Regions from separate parts of the Pan troglodytes genome. Here region 2 is linked to region 1. Evidence: chromatin contacts called from public capture Hi-C data. All regions are on one chromosome and are shown on one strand. Each heading gives the region's core, a stretch centred on a gene start, on an enhancer-like site or on the middle of the called end of the contact. The rest is flanking DNA. Distances are from core to core; before and after follow the strand shown.

Evidence for each region. Capture Hi-C pulls out chosen DNA fragments and counts their contacts.
Region 2: a contact with region 1 is called in a capture Hi-C map of stem cell-derived neural stem cells, with 5 times the contacts expected there. The contact joins two enhancer-like sites. A contact is called at or near these places in 4 of 7 Hi-C or Micro-C datasets (blood, induced pluripotent stem cells and stem cell-derived neural progenitor cells) and 1 of 1 other capture datasets (stem cell-derived neural stem cells).

Annotation. Positions count from the first base shown.
Region 1 is chr14:23,207,871-23,211,267 of NHGRI_mPanTro3-v2.0_pri, forward strand. The region is part of intron 2 of SPATA13 (spermatogenesis associated 13); the gene reads left to right. Among named protein-coding and RNA genes, the nearest start is that of SPATA13, 35 kb to the left of the region's middle. Within about 2 kb of position 1,406, at least 3 of the 24 cell types and tissues checked have an H3K27ac peak or open chromatin away from gene starts, as enhancers often do. A contact at or near this core is called in stem cell-derived neural stem cells, where this site is marked.
Region 2 is chr14:23,410,461-23,414,189 of NHGRI_mPanTro3-v2.0_pri, forward strand. All of the region lies in intron 2 of SPATA13 (spermatogenesis associated 13), which reads left to right. Among named protein-coding and RNA genes, the nearest start is that of C1QTNF9, 92 kb to the right of the region's middle. Within about 2 kb of position 1,896, at least 13 of the 24 cell types and tissues checked have an H3K27ac peak or open chromatin away from gene starts, as enhancers often do. A contact at or near this core is called in stem cell-derived neural stem cells, where this site is marked.

The sequences.
Region 1 (3,397 bases), core at 156-2,655:
CCTGTGATTACAGCACCTGCCTTGCTGGGAATGGCACGGGCATAGGAGCAGTCATGCCCACTGCAACAGTCAGTGTTGCCACAGCAATGCCCAGAACACCACCCTAAGCCCCGTGGCTGCAGACAGTGGCATCTGTTTGGTTTATGCGTCTGCAGGTCGGGGCTTTCACGGGCTTGGGCTGGGCTCCCTCCTGTGGCTGGCACTCCCCAGCTGTGGCTGGGGACAGGGTGCACCTGGGCCACAAGTCTCCCTCATCCAGCAGGCCAGCCCGACACCTTCTCACCGTGACGGCAGAGTGGGGAGCAAGCAAAGCCACACTGTGTGAGCTTTCCAAGGGCCCATTGTCACCCCTTTGCTAATACCCCACTGGCTGCAGCCCATGTGGCTGAGCCCAGAGCCAGGGTGGGGGGTACATGGCAACCTGCGCAGACATGGAAAAACCTCAGCCGCCTCTTCTCCCACTGAAATGGGCTTAGAGCTCTTCCTGTCTCCCCACGCGTGCTGCACTGTTTCATGCTCTTTCTCCCAAGGAACTTCTCCTCAGCTCAGCTCCCGCTCTGTAAGTGGAACTCTGATTTCATCTGAGCACCCTGGCTTCCACAGCATTGCATGCCCACCGCCAGCCCATTCCTCCCCTCCCTCACCCACTGGGCTGACGATCCTCTGCCACTTGCTGCTCAGTTTCCCTCCTGGTTTGTCCCAGCTCTGGGGCCCATGGGCAGCCCCCTCACCCTTGTGCCTTGCCCCCATACCTGGGACACTGCTTGGGGACAGTGCCCAGGATTCTGCCTACTCTGAGAATGGGGACAAGAAATCTACACACAAGCTTAAGTCGCCCTTATCCTAAAAAGGTACTTTTTCCTTGACCTTGTGAATGCTTCCAAGATCTTATTGATCTCTAATTTGCCTTTTGTGAGAAAATGTTTTGAAAGAGTAACCTACACCCATCGCTTTCATTCCTTACCACCCACTTGCTCCTTGTCCCTTACAGTCTTTTTTTTTTTCCACTTTTTTTTTTTTGCCCCAGAAGACGAGGCTGTCAACAGTCTGCAGTGTTAGGAGTGCCACATGTGTTCATTTATTTTGTCCTCTAAAAACCTCGAAGGCTTGGGTGCTGCATACAGTCATGGCCGTTTGACCCATGAGAAAATCAGAGCTCAGCCTGGTCATGTTGTTCATGAGGTTATTGAGAGTGGGTAATGGACTGTAGGCCTTTCTGACTGCAGAGCCTGTTTTAAGCTGTCGTGCTGTACTGACTCGATGTGCAAGTCTGGAGTGTGCTAGAGTCAGAGCCTCCAAACCCGTCACGCAAAGGGGCTGTATACGCTTGCTAGGGCTGCTGTGCCACAGTTGAGTGGCTTTGACAACAGAAATGGTTTGCCTCGCTGTCCTGGAGGCTGGAGGCCACAGGGTCAGCAGGGCCATGCTCCTTTTGCAGGTGCCAGGGAAGGTCGGGGCCCAGCCCTTCTCCCAGTTCTTGGTAGCTTAACTCCAGTCTCCACATTGCATTCTCCCTGTGTGCATGTCTGTGTCCAGAGTCTCCCTTTCCATTAGGACACAAGTCATATTGGATTAGGCTCTCACCCTAATGACCTCATCATAACTAAAGTTGACAACTCGGGGGCACCAACACACCCCCCTTCCCCCAGGCAGAAATGGCCCCACTGTTTCTGGGGCCTTTCAAAACCTGCATGTAACCTTTGACTCCCCCAAAACTTAACTACTAATAGCCTGCTATTGACCAGAAGCCTTACCGATAATGTGTCAGTGGATGAACACATATTTTGCATGTTATATGTACTGTATACTGTAGTCTTACAATAAAGTAAGCTAGAGAAAATAATATTTGAAAATCATAAGAAAGAGAAAATACATTTATTCATTAAGTGCAAGTGGATCATCCAGGTAAAGGCCTTCATCCTGTGGTCTGTTAGTTTGTAACAAAATAGTGTATGTCTTCTCCTAAAATTTACTATTGTTATTTAACCACTTCCTTTAAAAGGAAGGTAAGTGGTTTAGTGAAACTGATGAGAGGAAACAAATCCTGATTTCAATTGTGAATTAAGGGTGTTATTCACACAAGTTATTTCAGTTCCTGTCTTCTCCCTTTTGGTTAAGATTTCCACAGGATTGCTGTAGTTCTGAGATCCAGGTTCCCTTTTTGGCACTTTCTGGATTTTTTTTTTTTTTTTTTTTTTTTTGAGACAGAGTCTCGCTGTGTCGCCCAGGCTGGAGTGCAGTGGCGCTATCTGGGCTCACTGCAAGCTCCACCTCCTGGGTTGATGCCATTCTCCTGCCTCAGCCTCCCGAGTAGCTGGGACTACAGGTACCCGCCACCACGCCTGGCTAATTTTTTTGTATTTTTAGTAGATAACGGGGTTTCACCGTGTTAGGCAGGATGGTCTTGATTTCCTGACCTCATGATCCGCCTGCCTCAGCCTCCCAAAGTGCTGGGATTACAGGTGTGAGCCACCGTGCCTGGCCACTGGATTTTTATAGTAAACAATGACCTCTGTGACTCTTAACAAGAGAGGAATAGATACAAAAAGTCTTATAAGCAAAAACATCGCTGAAAGCCAGAGTTTACTCTAAAGTAGACACATGACATTATTTAATTTTTTTCCCGAATACTCAGAGAACCTAAGTAAAAGCCTTAGCAATTTACCTTTTGCTGAGAGGAACTAGCTGGACTGTACATTTTAAGAAAATCCTTTCTTCAAAGTACATGTGAGGAAAACCTAATTTCGGGGACAGCCCTGCTTCCAAGCTTGTTTCTCCTGTGGCATCCCCTCTCTGTTAGCAGTAATTTAATAAAAAACCTGAATATGACCCTGTTGTGAGCTGAGTCAGGCCTGACCCTGAGCCAGGGGCCACCTGGCCCCTCTGCTTCACTCTCACCATTGCCCACTCATGGGGCTTCTTTTCTGCTCATGGTTCATCCCAGAAGGTTTTTCCCTGCCATTCCCTAGAAGGTCAGACCAGCCAGGACACCCCTGGCCTTCCTGATCCTTCCCCTTTGGGGCGACCCCTGGCAGCCCCCCCCCATTCCTAGGTCCACTGTTTCTGGGGTCTTTCCAGCCAAACCATGCCAAGGTGAGCCTCGGCTGGTGACACGTCATAGTCCCCTCATGACCCCAGCAAAATGAAGTTGTTGGTTCTTAGAGATAATTTAAAACACAGAGGCATTTCCTCAGGCAGTGGGATTTGAGCATCAAAGACACGCTTCTGTCCTTCGTCCTTCTGCTCTCGGATGTCGCGGCTCCTTGGCTCCACAGTGACTTGGAGGGTACGCGGTGTGTGTGTGTTGGCTGCAGTAGTGTGAGCCACAGTGACACGTGGCATGGTTCTGAGCTCCACAAGGAAAATGGCAGAGTCCCGTTCTAAGTCCCTGGCAGGA
Region 2 (3,729 bases), core at 646-3,145, 200 kb after region 1:
AAAAATTGATATTTAGAATACTACTTGTTCAACAGTTTACAGAACATTTTACATTCTGGTATTTATTATCTGAGTCAGGGTTGAAGGAGTCTGAAGGCATGTATGATCCGTACTCATGGAGAAAAGATACAGCTAATTTTGAAATGAAATAATGGCATTTTATATATGTTTGGTTTCAGAGGCATCCTTTGGGAAAAGCGATCACCTTCTCCAGATCCGCATTCAGGTGATCTTTGCCAATCTCTGACTGAGTCTGGTGGCACATCACTTCTATCTGGCCTTGACCTTTGAGCCAGCAGGATGACTGCAGGGAGTAGGCAGTGCTTCCATCTGTGAATCACAAAGCAGATCAACCCCAAAGCAGCCACCTGCATATGTGGTACATCTTCTGCACCTCCATAGACACTTTTACCTAAGGCCAGATGCATGTACAATAAACTTAAATCCATTGACTTTTCAACAGATTGCTTCACGTCTTTGGATCTGGAAATTTTGACCCAGAATACCATTCCCTATTAGCAATGACCTATAACTATCAACTTTACGCCATGAGAATAATTAATATTTTGATGAGAATATTCTCTTTACAATGCATGTGCTTCTCTAAAAGTAAAAGAAACTGCTCTAAAAGAAATTTTAGGATCCCATGGAGAAAGCTGAATTCAGGGATGTTGTGTGACTAGCACAGGTCACATAACAAAGCAATTCAAAGCAAAGAACCCTGACCCCAAATTCTTAGCCTCAGCTGCTGCCCTTCCTCCCCTTCACCTGTCCCTTGGTCTTGCTGAGAGGGATGCTCCCTGGTGTTGTCCAGTCATCACTGGGTTCTCTGCATCTGTGTTGTCAGCAGCACATCTGTTTCCCTCCTTAGTTGCATGGGGACTCTCACTTCCCATTTGCTTCTGCCTTGTAAAGGGTAACATAACCCTTGTCTCATCTTGCATCTCCACTTTCCTTTTTGAGATTCAACATATTTAAGTATTAGTGATTCTTTAGTTTTCCTAGCAACTAAACTTAGCTGGTTTTGAACTTCTCGCAAAAGTCAGAATATAGTACTTGCTTTCATTTCAGTCCCCACTGAGCATCTGACATACTTAAAACATTATTAAGCTGTGTCAAAGGAGCCATGTCCCTGGGATATTACACCAGAGTATTCCTGAATTCTGTGTGTTGGTTATGTTCGAGCACAGCGTCTCCCTGAGGACGCGCTGGCAATGAGAACCTCCACCTCTAACAAAGTCTCACAGATCGCCTCTGAGAGATGGGGTGTGTGCTCCAGGGACCCCTGTTCAGGAGGAGTAGCTGGTCACCTCTGGCTTGGTTCATTGGTGGCATCATGTCACATGACTGTCGTGCATGTCCTAAATGAGGAGATGTGTGCCAAGAGGCAGGGAGGGCTTGCAAGAAAACAATATGCAAATGTCAGTTCAATTAGAAGACAGTTTAAATTAGAAGCAGAAGGCATTTCAGCAACTGCTTTAATGTGTGAAACTAATTTGAGAGGATGAGACACTTGATTGCCCAGCACAGGGAAAGGGCCTCTTCTGGGCCTCTGTCCTCAGCAGTGGCAGAATGGTCTGTGGGGACATCCCCTACCTGAAGACCTGATAGGCTGCTGGGTGGAAGCTGAGTTGAAAATTAATCTCATTTCCTCAGAATGCAAAGCTATAAATTGGGGCTCTGCCTGGAAACACATTTTATGCAAAAACAAAAAAATTGAACACTAAAATAAATGCAGCAAAAATAAAATGCAACACACATATATGCTGTTACACACAGTTATTAAGTATGTCTAAGCTGTGGATATAAAAGCTACATCATTCCCTTTAGGGGTGTTCTGTGCTGACTGCACTGTTGGGTGTCTTAGCCTGTGAACTCAGTGAACACAGCTCCAGATTTGGGCCAGTCTGCCTCTGCCAAGCAGAGACATTGTTTTTGCTCCAGTGACCGTCACAGTGCCTTCAGGATTAGGGCCATCCATCTGGAAAATTTTCATTGCCCTGAATGGTAAATGTGGGGGAGGTGCAGTCTTGTGGTGACATCAGTTTTGGCATGGGTTGCAGGCATGAGGTAGTCCTAACCGGGAACTTCATTGTTACTGCTGCAATCTTGTTTACCACGAGAAAGGTGGTGGACAGGCCATGGCTGTAGGAAGTCAAGACGCAGGGCAGTCTTCAGGGCTGAGGGCTGTGACTGGCAACAGCTCCCCTGGAGCCTTCCGAGGTTGCTGTGAGATTGGAGGAAGAGGAGCTCAGAGGCTGTCACTGTGCAGAGGTTGGGGACGCAGGCAGGCAGGGGCATTATGGAGGATGCCAGCATCTTTCGCACAGGCTCAGACCTACCTGCCCTTTCATCTCTCACTACACCAGCCTGACCTGCAACTTTAGACACAGAAGGAAGATTTTCCTTTGTGGTCTAAGACCTGCCTTTGCAAATCCTTGTTTTCTGCACCCCATCACCCCAGAGGATTGACAAAGCAAATATGAATCCCTATTGGGGAAACACCATTCTCACCCAGAGGAATGTGGTTTAGCCCAGTAACCCCCATAGGGCAAGCCAAGACAATCACACGCTTGTATGAAATTGACACCTTTCCAAAAGATACGCTTATTCTAGTTGCATTTGTCCATATACTTTCAATTCACAAACATTGAACTTCAGTGACTGAATACTTAAGTGACGCCAGAGCTACAGATGCTCTTTTGAAGCATCTTACCTACTCCTTACACAGAGACACCCTGAAGGTACCAGATCCAAGGGTAAGGGGGCTTCTTTCTTTTACTAAGGTGTGTATATTGGGGCTAGGAAGAGGAAGGACAGTGTCTGGCATTAGGCCTGGGGAATAACTTCATCTCTGAAATTAGGACCTTGGATGCTTTCTCTTTGTGAATGTTGTAAATTATGGCTGGGCATGGTGGCTCATGCCTGTAATCCCAATACTGTGGGAGGCCAAGGTGGGAGGACGATTTGAGGTCAGGAGTTTGAGACCAACCTGGCCAACATGGTGAAACCCTGTCTCTACTAAAAATACAAAAATTAGTGGGGCATAGTGGCATGTGCCTGCAATCTCAGCTACTTGGGAGGCTGAGGTGGGAGGATCACTTGAGTGTGGGAGGCGAGGTTGCAGTGTGCTGAAATTGTGCCACTGTACTCCAGCCTGGATGACAGAGTGAGACTCTGTCTCAAAACAAAACAAACAAACAAAAACAAAAACAAAAACAAAAAAAAAGGAAATGATAAATTTCAGTGGTTTTAACTGGCCATGGTATGTACCTGTTATCCCAGCTACTTGGAGGATGAGGTGAGAGGATCACTTGAGTCTAAGAATTTGAGGCCACCCTGGGCAACATAGCAAGATTGAGTCTCTTAAAACTTTTTTCCAGTAATTTCAGAAAAACTATTCTGAAACTAATTGGTAGCACATTCATGGTTTTCAGCACTCTCTCTCTTTTTATTACAATTCTTCTTCCTAATAGCATCAGTGGCCACAGTTGCTGCTAGACATCCTACAGAACACAGGTCTGCTCCCACAACAAAGAACCATCTGGCCCAGATGTTGGGGTATCAGACCTGAGATGTGCAAAGCCAGCAGCCCCTTCAGCCAGTCATTCAACAGACACATGCTGAGAACACAGTGAAATAAGACAAGGCTTCTGCCTGTAGAGAACTTTTCATGCTCCTCAGAGAGGTTAGTGGAGAAGGCAGACAAGGAAAGCAGAATGACCGGGC